3 separate regions of the Mus musculus genome follow, and all the other regions are linked to region 2. The links are chromatin contacts, called in public HiChIP or PLAC-seq maps. All regions are on one chromosome and are shown on one strand. The core of a region is the stretch at or near the end of the contact, and the rest is flanking DNA. Distances in the headings are between cores, read along the strand shown. Region 1 has its middle 55 kb from the start of Gm4668. Region 2 has its middle 27 kb from the start of Gm31559. Region 3 has its middle 63 kb from the start of D730003K21Rik.

The links. HiChIP or PLAC-seq counts read pairs in DNA pulled down with a chosen protein or histone mark.
Region 1: a contact with region 2 is called in a CTCF HiChIP or PLAC-seq map of CD8 T cells, with 6 read pairs. The contact joins two enhancer-like sites. A contact is called at or near these places in 1 of 15 datasets of contacts at CTCF or cohesin (CD8 T cells), 4 of 484 Hi-C or Micro-C datasets (Th1 cells, embryonic fibroblasts, germinal center B cells and 1 more) and 4 of 115 datasets of contacts at active chromatin or transcription factors (double positive thymocytes, memory CD8 T cells, microglia and 1 more).
Region 3: a contact with region 2 is called in a BATF HiChIP or PLAC-seq map of CD8 T cells, with 9 read pairs. The contact joins two enhancer-like sites. A contact is called at or near these places in 2 of 15 datasets of contacts at CTCF or cohesin (CD8 T cells and the NIH/3T3 cell line), 1 of 484 Hi-C or Micro-C datasets (regulatory T cells) and 2 of 115 datasets of contacts at active chromatin or transcription factors (CD8 T cells and regulatory T cell precursor).

The regions. Positions count from the first base shown.
Region 1 is chr9:116,242,213-116,245,827 of GRCm38.p6, reverse strand. No RefSeq gene overlaps it. Among named protein-coding and RNA genes, the nearest start is that of Gm4668, 55 kb to the right of the region's middle. RefSeq lists an enhancer at 2,604-3,615. Within about 2 kb of position 1,902, at least 45 of the 459 cell types and tissues checked have an H3K27ac peak or open chromatin away from gene starts, as enhancers often do. A contact at or near this core is called in CD8 T cells, Th1 cells, memory CD8 T cells and 2 more, where this site is marked.
Region 2 is chr9:116,364,302-116,368,162 of GRCm38.p6, reverse strand. No RefSeq gene overlaps it. Among named protein-coding and RNA genes, the nearest start is that of Gm31559, 27 kb to the left of the region's middle. Within about 2 kb of position 1,787, at least 116 of the 459 cell types and tissues checked have an H3K27ac peak or open chromatin away from gene starts, as enhancers often do. A contact at or near this core is called in CD8 T cells, Th1 cells, memory CD8 T cells and 3 more, where this site is marked.
Region 3 is chr9:116,262,035-116,265,829 of GRCm38.p6, reverse strand. No RefSeq gene overlaps it. Among named protein-coding and RNA genes, the nearest start is that of D730003K21Rik, 63 kb to the left of the region's middle. Within about 2 kb of position 1,804, at least 18 of the 459 cell types and tissues checked have an H3K27ac peak or open chromatin away from gene starts, as enhancers often do. A contact at or near this core is called in CD8 T cells, regulatory T cells and regulatory T cell precursor, where this site is marked.

The DNA.
Region 1 (3,615 bases), core at 653-3,152, 120 kb after region 2:
GTCTCCAAAGTGTCTTAGGCTTTTAGCTTGTGTCAAGTTGACATAAAACTAGCCAGCTCACAGGGCGATTCAAGAACCTGTCAAGTTCTCAACAATATTAACCACACAACCTCTATCCTGCGCAGGCATGTGCACATGCGTGTGTGTGTGTGTGTGTGTGTGTGTGTGTCCATGGAGGTCAGAGGAGTGGATCAGGACTGGAGCTGTACTTATAGGCAGTTCCCTGGGAGCTGGAAACTGAACCCTAGGTCTTCTGCAAGAGCAGCAGATGCTGATGACCTGTGTCTCCTTCCTGCCCCTCCATAACTTTTAAAGAATTAGATTGCACCGAGATTGCCCTACGTACAGTGAACCTATGGTGGTGACTCGTGCCATGAGACTTAGGAGGTTTTGGAAGCAGAGGTGTTTCAGAGTCTGTATTCTGGGAATACAGGTGGCTGAGAGCCAAGAATGACAGAGGACCCAAGTCCCACCCCTTCCTGACTGTGTCAACTCAGCAAGCTACTTAGCCTCTGCCCATGCATTCCTTATCTCTACCATAAGAGGAACTTAACGATTTATTGTATGTCAGTATGTGTGTGTGTGCAACACACAAACATGGAGGTTAGGGGGCAACTTTCAGGAATCAGTTCTTTCCTTTCACCATATGCATCCGAGGAACTGAATTTAAGCCATAGATTTCACCAGTACCTTTCCCTGATGAGCCATCTTGCAGGGAGGGGAAGTTAGGTCCTGCCTTGTCCTCCAGAAGAACTGAACCAGGAGACTGAATAGATAACCGACTGGCCTGCAGGAGAGGAGCGTCACACTGGCCATTTGTGTGCCAGGAAGGCTGAGAACTGGAAGGTTTCCCGGTCAAGGAAGCTTGATGCCTCGGGGGTCCCAACATGATTGGAGGTTTGAGGGATTCCTTGAGCCACTGGTCTCCAGTCCACATTGGAAGGCTGGAGAAGCTGGACTCCAGTATCAGGGAACAGTGGCACTAGAATGGAGGACTGAAGACAGGTGGGCAGCCCTGCTCATCTCCCAGGACTCTAGATCTTTCACTGCCAGGTCATGCCTTGTCTCTTTGATGAGTCCTTCCTGGAAGTGACGCCATGGACACATCCAGCAGTAAGCTCTGAGCTCATTACAGAATCAATTAAGTTGGCACTGGACTACTGGAGGCTTAAGAGATAGGAAATTCTTAGCAGATAGATGGAAAACTGGAAACATTCAGCAAGTCCTACCTTTTAATATGATAATATCCACCTCCAGCACGTTCCCTGTAAAGACTTAGCCCAGGCTGTTCTGGAAGATCTGCTGAGAGCTCAGTTCCCGCCAATTCTCTCTTAGTGTTCAAGCAGCATACGTATAATTTCCCTTTGGAATATTCCAGGAACCCAGAAGCCTCACAGTGTTTCTTCTGAAGTGAAACCTGCTCTGGAGTTTCCACACTAGTGAGTGGTCTCACCATCTGGCTGAGAGCCTCAGGGTCCCTGGACTCTGCAGTGCCCATCCCTTCTCCCTCTCTTTTCCATCAGCAAATCACCCAAACCTGGCTATCTAACCTTCTAAAAGATCACTATATCTTAGCCAGGTAGGATTTCTATAACCCTAGCCCTCAAGAGACAGAAGCAAAAGGATGTAAAAGAGACATGACTCTCGGAACAAGCCCTCATTGCAAACTCCCCCAACACCAGAATGCCTAAGATCTCTGTGCCGTTGATTCTGGCCAGGCACTAGCTCTCTCTCCACACTAAGACACCCCTGCTTATCCAAAGAACCTTCTAACTTACTTTTCTACCTCCGCACTTCTCTCCATGAGAAAGCAAAGTGGACCTTTCTGAAATGCACACACTGCTCAGGCTAGGCACTTACACTGCTCAGAGGGTAAAACCCAAGTTCCTAAACTTGACTTTCAGAATGATCTGTTCATCTGGCTAGCCGTCCCCTGCCTCTGCACTCAGCTAGTTCTTGACTTCCTGTGGCTTTGGGAGAAATCCCCTGCTGCTCTCTGGTGAGTCCCAGTCTCGAATAGGCATTATTTATTCCTGGTGCAAAAGTCACCCCCCTACACACACACACACTTCTCTGTCTCCTTTCCTCTCTTTACCCTTCTGTCTCCCACCCCATCTTTCCTCCATCTTCTCCCAATGACCTTCAAGTTCTGGCTTCTTTGTGGAGTTCTAGAGAAGTCTCTTTGTTTTCACCACCACGCAGGCTGAAAGACTCCATTCCTGAGGAGCCTCGGTTTCCTCCCAAAACTCTCTGACCCTTTGATCTCACCTCAAAGGCTTTGGGCTTTGACTTCTCGGTCTCCTGTACTGTATCACCTGCTCCAGGAGGGCCAAGCTTTAGAGGCTGCCTATTCTAGCTGTTCCTTCTGAACTTAGGACAATGTAAGATACTGAGGGAATACTGAGAGGATGACTAGAGATGCTAAAGTCTTCGGGTGGGGTCGGGGAGTGGGAAGATGGCTCAGCAGGCAGAAGCACAAGCTGCTAAGGCAAAGTCTAAGAACATGATTCCAATCCCCGGGACTCACATGGCAGGAGGGGAAAATTAGTCCTGTTTCTGGTTGGGCTCCTTCAAGGTAGAGTCTGAGATGGGCGTCTTTATACACATACGTGTCCTAGCCAGGGCTAATTTTCAACTTGATATGACCAAGGGTCATCTGAGAAGGAAGCTGCAACTGAGGAGATACCTAGATCAGACTGGCCTGTGGGCATGTTTGTGGGGGATTGGCCTGATTGCTAATTGATGTAGGAAATCCCAGCCCACTGTGGGTGGCACTGTCCCTAGGCAGACAGGCCTAGGATGTACAAGACAGCTCAGAGACTTAGAAAGGCAATCATACATCCAAGTCTGACCTGCAGTAAGGTGATTGAAGCAAGACTTTTCAATTCAAGACCTACACTGGTCAATCATTACTCTAAGGATGCTCCAGGTGGGGATGGAGGGAGTGTCCTAGTTAGGTTCTTATTGCTGCAGTAAGCACAATGGCTGAAAACAGCTTAGAGAAGGGGAGTATTTCTTTTTTGCCTTATGCCCATTGTCCATCAAGAAGGGTTGTCAGAGCACAAACTCAAGGCAGAAACTGAAGGAAAAGCCATGGAGGGGTGTGGTTTGGTCCTCATGGTTTGTTCATCCTGCTTTCTTATACCACCCAGGACCACCCACTCAGAGTGGCCCCACCCACAGTGGGCTGGGCCCTCCCACATCCACCATTAATCAAGAAAACAACCCACAAGGCTTGCCTGCAGCCTGATGGAGGTCGCTCCTCAAGTGAAGTTTCCTCTTCCCAGATAAGTCTAGATTTGTGTCAAGTTGACAAAAACTGAAAACTAGCCAGCCAGGGAGTAAGGACATAAACTAGCCACTTCTGGGTCAAGCTGACCCACTTACCCACCTACTCCAGATGGGTGTGTCTGGAGATCAAGTCTGAGCTGTGAGCAGTGGTATATGAGACAGCTGTGGAAAGAAACATACAGAGACAGGGGTGAGGCTACAGCCCTCTGGTGTCTGTGAACTGTTCCCTCTGACCTTCATCAGCTGCACATTCCGAAGGCATGAGCTCTTTCTGGGAAGGTTCTGGGAACGTCTAGCAGCCTTCACATTCTACCTCCACCTGAC
Region 2 (3,861 bases), core at 538-3,037:
AGAGGTGCTGTTTTCTCCCAGCACGGTGGTGGGGATGGTGATGTTAGCAAGGTAAGGAGGAGATCTCACTGATGGAAAGGTCCAGGAGTGCCTAGTAACAGGTCTGTAAAAGGAAACTGTAACTGGAAACAGGAAGAAGTTGAAAAGTAGATTCAAAGGGAAAATACTGAGATACAGGAGAATGCAGAAAACTGTTGATAGAAAGGTGTGAGATTCTGGAGGGCAGAGTGAGCTTTCAAAGGGATGGGAGGAGCCGGAGAGGAGGAAGTGGGAGAAAGGACAGGGAGAAGGGAATGGATGAGGAGGAGAGGAGAGAGGACAGGGAGAAGGAAGTAGTAGAGAAGAGAGGACAGGGAGGAGAGAAGGAAGGAGGAGAGAGAGGACAGGGAGGAGGGAATGGAGGAGGAGGAGAGGAGAGAGTGTGGGATGGTGGACCATGCCAGGAAGCTTGGTAGGTAGAGCAGGTCCAAGTCCCCAGAAACTCAGGGTACACACCTGAGAAGGTGGGCAGCTTCCTGCTCCCTGGCCTGGAACATGTGACACGCTTCCCTCATAAGGAAATAAGAAAGAGAAAGAAAGAAAGAAAGAAAGAAAGAAAGAAAGAAAGAAAGAAAGAAAGAAAGAAAGAAAGGAAGGAAGGAAGGAAGGAAGGAAGGAAGGAAGGAAGGAAGGAAGGAAGGAAGAAAGAAAGAAAGAAAGAAAGAAAGAAAGAAAGAAAGAAAGAAAGAAAGAAAGAAAGAAAGGAAGGAAGAAAGGAAGAAAGGAAGAAAGGAAGAAAGGAAGAAAGGAAGAAAGAGAAACAGAGACATAACCATGAGAAGTAACACACACCTCAGAATGCAGAAGGGCTTTCCCATTTTTCCATTAGAAGGCATCTTGCATTGTCCTGGTTGCCAGCATCTCACTGGGCCCCTTGCAAAAGGTTTCGTCTCTGTTTTGTATTTTGAAGAGGAAGGTAGACAAAGTAGTGTTCCTTAATCATATGTGGAGTTCATTTCACCAAATCAGACCATTAAAGAGGAAAGCCTGCGTAAAGGAGAATCCAGCCTATTACCTGGGAGTTAACTCCTCCATGCAATCTCAGATTTCATTCCAATTCCTAAAGCTCTTCCTCAGAAGCCTTCTCTAGTGGGAGTGCTGGGTTGCCTCTACCCAGCTCTCTTATTACAAGGAAAGAAACCTCACTGTAGCAGTAGGTCGAGCATGGCTTCTGAGTGAGCACTGGCACATGGCACAGGATGATGACATCGCTGGCCCTCGGTCTCCGAACCTCCCATACTGAGTAACAGTATTTACATCAAAAGGTAACAATGGCCGGGCGGTGGTGGTGCACGCCCTTAAACCCAGCACTTGGGAGGCAGAGGCAGGCAGATTTCTGAGTTGGAGGCCAGCCTGGTCTACAAAGTGAGTTCCAGGACAGCTAGGGCTATACAGAGAAACCCTGTCTCAAAAAGCTAAAAAGAAAAAAAAAAAAAAAAAGGTAACAATGAATTGAAGGAAGATACAGAGGAAATACCAACTGAGATTATTTTTCTTCTTTCACATTCTTTCTCCTTCAGTTTCAAACTAATTGGCTTGCTAACATGGTCTCTAAGGCCGCCTCAAACTTTATGGTTTTTGGAGGTGAGACCTTTTGCTGGAAATACTTTTTTATATTCAGTCTGTTTTCCTGGTTGCATTTCCTGTAAAAAAGTTGCAAGAATCGTCAGAGAATGGAGACAAAGAGGAAAGGGAGCAGAGGAAGTGGCAGCGTGGCTTCCTGTGTGTCTGCGTCACCAACTGCAGCTGCTGTGGTTTGCACGAAGGAAAGCTCCGGACAGCCCCTAGAACAGCGACTGCAGAAGCCACTCTGCAGACACTCAAAGCGGGCATAGTTCAAAAATGGGAACTGGGAAGGATGCGGAGCCAGTGAGGATGTCTGAGGGACATAGAATCAAAGAAAAGTCACCCAGAGGAAGGAAGGGAAAGAGAGGTTATGAACAAGGGACGGAAAGAAGAAAGAAGGGGGAGAGAGGGAGGAAGAAGGAGTAGTCATTTCAACTCAGCTGTAGTTTGGCACTTTATCAGGAATACAAGTACATTGTACCATGTCCCCAATAACACAGAGCATAAACACTTGACTCCATTTTACATGTAGTCAGCCAATGAGCTGATCAAGTCAGGACACACAAAGACAAGGGACTCTGATGGCTGCCCCTCTTACATGCTGATTCCCAGTGGGGTGAGCCAGATGTACAGCTCAAACTAGAGTCATCAAAAGTAGGGAGATAGCTCAAAGGGTAAACCACTTGCTGCCAAACCTGACCGTCTGAGCTGGGTTACAGGGCACACATGGTGTTGGGAGAATTTTTACACAGAATGAGAAAGTTTATTACACATACAAGGGATAGGGAGAAGCGGGGAGAGAGAGAAGAAGAAGGAGAAGGAGGAGAGGAAGACAACAGTGACGACAACAGCACTCAATGCAAAGGTCACAGATGTGGGGCTGGTACTTTGTATTCCAGCCTTAGTGTCACAGGCAATTAGGCTGCAAATAGATTCTGAAAAAATAATAATTGCATAAATCAAAGTTCTATTTACTTTCTTATATCAGTATTGATTCTACGTGTCCTTATCCAATTAATATTCCGCAGCTCTCACTGCCTACCCCCTGCAGCCTCGCGCTCTCTGAGCCAGGAGCCCATCTGTGCCTGCATGTCAGGAAGATGCTCTCTGAAATAAGGCAGCTCCCGAGAAAGCGCAGAGCACCAGGAGCCTGAACTCCTGTGCTCACCTCCGTTTGTTTCTAGATCCAGCTGCTCCTGAGACCTCCTGGTTCCCTCTAGGTTTTCTAACTCTAACTTTGCTCCCTAAGCGAAGGATCGAATAGCACTGATTAACTCTGCAGACTGATAAATGCCCTTGTGCTTGGCAGCACTGTGAATCATAGCTATTGACTAGCACTGAGATTTGCAGGCACTGGCAGACATGGGAAGGCTGATGGGAAGGGGAGGAGTGAGCTTTCTGTGGAGGATCCTGGGATTTCATGGGAAAGAAGATTTTCAAAGTGTAAAAGGTCAAGGTTTGAGGGAACCCGAACACCACCAAGCCTGTCAACTGGCGCACCACTTCTGGGACTCACGTGGTAAGAGAACAGCCTTCTGCAAGTTGTCTTCTGATCTTCATAAAGCTCTGCAGCACACACATGCGTGTATACACATGCACACATGCTCACACATACACATGTGCACGTGCACACACACACACAGCTCTGCAGCACATACACGCATGTACACACAAGCACACATGCTCACACACACACATACATACATACATACATACATACATACATACACAGATGCATGCACACACACAGCTCTGCAGCATGCACATAGGGAAATCTGTAATTCTTGGCACCATATTCTCTTAGATTGTTTTTTAAAATGTGTATGGGTATTTTGACTAGTTATATGTGTGTACACTGTACACACCTGGTGTCCTTAGCAGAGGGTGTGGGATCTCCTGAAGCTAAAGTTACGGGTGACTATGAGAGACCACGTGGATGCTAGGAAGCCAACCTTGGTGGGTTTTTTTTTTTTTTTTTGCAAGAGCAGCAGGTTCCCCTAACTGCTGAGTCATCTTTCTAGCCTCTCTCCCCCCCCCATCCCCTTTAATCAAGTTTTCTTTGCTTGTGCGCATGCGTGTGCGTGTGCGTGTGCGTGTGTGGTGCATATATGTGTGATGTGTTTGTATGTTTGTGTTTGCATGCATATATATGAAAGTGTTATATATATGAAGTCAGAGGTTGACACTGGGTGTTTTCCTTGATGAGACTCCACCTCATGTATTGAGGCACGAGCTCTTTCTGAACCTAGAGTTCTC
Region 3 (3,795 bases), core at 555-3,054, 100 kb after region 2:
AGGAAAGAAGAAGAAGAAAAAGAAGAAGGAGGAGGAGAAGAAGAAGAAGGAGAAAGAAGGAGAAGGAGAAGGAAGGTAAGGGAGAAGAAGGAGGAGGAGGAGGAAGAAGAAGATGATGAAGGAGGAGGGAGGAGGAGGAGGAGGAGGAGGCAGTCTTAATTTAACTGCATAGCAGCAATTTTGCAAATCACTGCACAGAGGGAAAGCTTTCCAGGAAGTAAAAATAAACTATCTCATTAAGTGATAAGTATTCCTCCAATCTCTTCATCATGGCTTAAGGTGAACCAGCCTTCCTGAGGCATCAATGTTATAAAATATAATGTGGTAAGGGGGTACCATGGCAGGCCCATGCCAAGGTGTGCCCATAAGTAATTATGCCATGCAAAAGACCTGGTGTGAAAGAGGTTTATTGGGGGAAGGGAAAGGAGTGAGGACATAGGAAGGGGTGGTGGCAGTCGTGTGGACATGTAGACAGGCAGACAGACAGGAGGAGAGCCATGAGGGCAGAGAAAAGGGGGGTGGGGTGGGATTTTTTAAAAACCGAAATACCAAATGTTTGATTTACCAAATGAAGACTCAGAAGCCAGATGCTGTGATGAATGTCTGCTTGTTCAGAGAGACAGAGAAAACACCCTCTCTGCTGCTGACCTTCCTACTCTCCGGATGTTCCAGGAGGAAAAGGCTTTCTCGTTCTTTGTGCTGTCTTAAACACTTTACAGCTCACATACATCAGTGGCGGCATCAGGTTGGCAATGACAGTAACGTGGAGGAATTCCTACCGTAGGCCTCAGACTCTATCCGATGATGCCCTCAGCCTGGGGTTGGTGAAAAGAAACTGGTGGTCAGTCCACACATTCCAAAAGAGAATGCTAGGTCAGAAATAGAGATGGGCAGGGAGTGGCTGTTGAGATAGCTAGAGATAGCCCATGATAAATTGTCATAAAGCTCTGGACTTTCAACTTTTAAACCTCTCCAGGGTCATCGATGTTCCGATCAGTTAATCAGCTCTCTAGAAGATTCTAGAAGGCCATGCTGCCATGCTTTCTAGGAACTTTCTCTCATAGGTGGTTCCCATGAACCCTAATATCTGAAAACACCGCTGCCTTTTACTGGAATCCTCCTTAAGACCTCCCACTCTGCCCCCCCTCTACTCCATGAGCTCCACAGGAAGAATTCAAAGGAGACATGGAGATTAATGCAGAAGATAGGGTGTATCATAGAGTAAGGTGGATTAGCGTGAAGGGATGAGAGCAGCCAGCAGGCAGGGAGAAGCCCACTCAAAGGGAAGAGTGGCCAGGAACCCAAGAGATCATTGAGCAAACCTACATTGTGATAGGTTGGCAATGTATTATCTCTTAAAGTCTCTCAGACAGAAAACTTCCTGAGAGAGATCTTTCCGAACAGGTGATTGACAGGCCCATCTATATCTTTAAGCAGGAATAGTGGTATAGCTGGTTTTTTACCTGGAAGTTTTTATCCTATTAGGAGTCTTATAATCTTTTCTGCACTTTAGCAAATCTCATCTCCACCCAAGGCCAGAGAGAGAACTCAGAGCTTGTTTTCTGACTCAACTTCTATTCCTGGCTTTAGCCACTACTGGTTATCAGAAAGGGCCCCATCCTCTGTACCCCTCAGGCTTCGCAAATCTGAGCAGCTCTCTAGCAGCCCCCGCCTGTGCTGGGCTCCCTGGAGCATAATTTAAAAGTTTATAAGATGTTTCTTACGAGACTCAAAGGAGACACTGAGCTCAACTCAGCTCAAACCACAAAAGTCTCAGAGGCGGACGGCTGTGGGTTTCTCCTGCTCTGGTATCAGGGCTTTATGAGCAATCAGGTAACCTGGGTGGATCTGAGAATGAGATACGTTTCACAGGTCTACACCCTGCAGGCAGTATGTGTGGGCGTTACACTCCCCACCCACCACATACACCCCAGTGCATATGGATGCTACATGCATTTATTCTCCAGAGAAGGTATTAGCCAAAAAGATCCATAAACCACACAAGAAGATACAAAGGTCAGATGGAGCGTGGGGAAGCTCAGCAGAGCAGTATCCTCTGAGCGGGGAAGCCATGTGGTGCTGTCACTGGAGAAGAAAAACATCATTCTACCTTTATATGAGGCACCTGATTGCTGTGTTATCTGGTGTGATGTTGAAGGTTGAGAGACCCCTACAGTAGCAGAGTTACTACAGAGAAAGGAAAAAGAAGAAATCAGGCCATGGTGGTGCTTGCCTGCCATCCCAGAATCAGAGAGGATGAGATATGAGAATTGCTGTGAGTTTGAGGATAGCCTGGGCTATACAGTGATCAGTTCCAGGTTAGCCTGAAACATGTAAGGAAAACTTGGCGCAGGTGGGCAGATCTCTGTGAGTTTGAGGCCATCCTGATCTACAGATCTGCATAGTAAGTTTCAGGGTGGCCAAGGCTATGTAGTGAAACTGTATTAAATAATAATAATGATGATAGTGATAATAATAATAACTATGATGTTGTTATTATTATTATGAAAAAACTAATGATGATGTTTTAAAAGGAGCTAAAAACAAGATAAGGAAAAATTAGAAAGTGGAGTGATTTGTTCAGGGCACAAAATAAACTTTAAAAGTAAATGACCCGTACAGGTGAAACCGACTCTCCTGTAGATGGGTTTGCTTCACTTAACTGTTTTTCTTGTACTTTTTTCCTTCTGTCTGAGATGGAGACTGCTCTGTAGCCCAAGATAACCCAGAGCTGGGTGGTGGCTTCCCTTTCCATTTTCTTTCCCTTTTCCTTCCTGCTCTCTGCTTTCTTTCTCTGTCTCCCTCTCTCTGTCTCTCCCTCTTTCCTTCCCTCCCTTCCTGTATCCCCCCCTTTCTTCCCTCTCTCTCTCTCTCCCTCCCCAGCATCTCACATAGCCCACAGTGGCCTGGACTTATGGACAGACGACTCTTGCATCCTGATTCTCTTGCCTCTTCCTCCCAAGGCTGAGCTTACAGGACCACGCCACCACATTCTGCTTTAAACTCAGGAGGTTTGCCTGCTACTGCTGCTGCTGCTGTTGCTGTTGCTGCTGCTCCTGTCCAGTCATCTGCCCACATTTTTCTATTACTTTGGCACAAGTGAACTGGCTCCAGTTTGGGCTTAGCACAGGTTAGATTTCTAGCCTCAACGCTTAAATTTGGATAAACTTGGCTACCTTTCCTGAGCCGTAGTTTCTCATCTGTGAAATGGGGGTGTGGGGAGAGACTAGCTGGAAGTAGACAGTGGGTGACATGGGAGGCTAGGAGAGATCGTCTAACAGGGAGCTGTGACAGTAGAGGGGTCAGTGAGTGGAGGATGTGGGATGGTATAAGACATGGTACAGTGCATGATGTGAGGTAGTAGGGGGCTGGGGTAGCAGAGAGGGTGGGAGAGGAGGGGAGATGGGAGAGGAGGGCAGAAGAAGGAGGGATGTCTGCATTTTATTGTTCCTCATAGACCTGATATGCTAGTTAAGGATTACACCATATAGTTTGTGAAGACTGAGAGATACTCCAGAGAATCCCCAAAGAACTAATGCAGAGAAAGACAAGCATGGCTCTGTCACCGTACCTCAGAGTATCTGGCTCTGTCACCGTACCTCAGCGTATCTCATGTCTGGGTATGAGAAGTGAGGCATCACGTTGCACCCCTCAGTAGTGACCTTTCTGTTGCTGGGATAAAAAAAAGCCCTGATGAAAAGCAACTTCATGGGGAAAGGGTTTGCTCAGACACAGTTCCAAGTTGCAGACTGACAGTGTGGGGAAGTCAAGGCAGGAACCTGAAGCAGCTCTTCA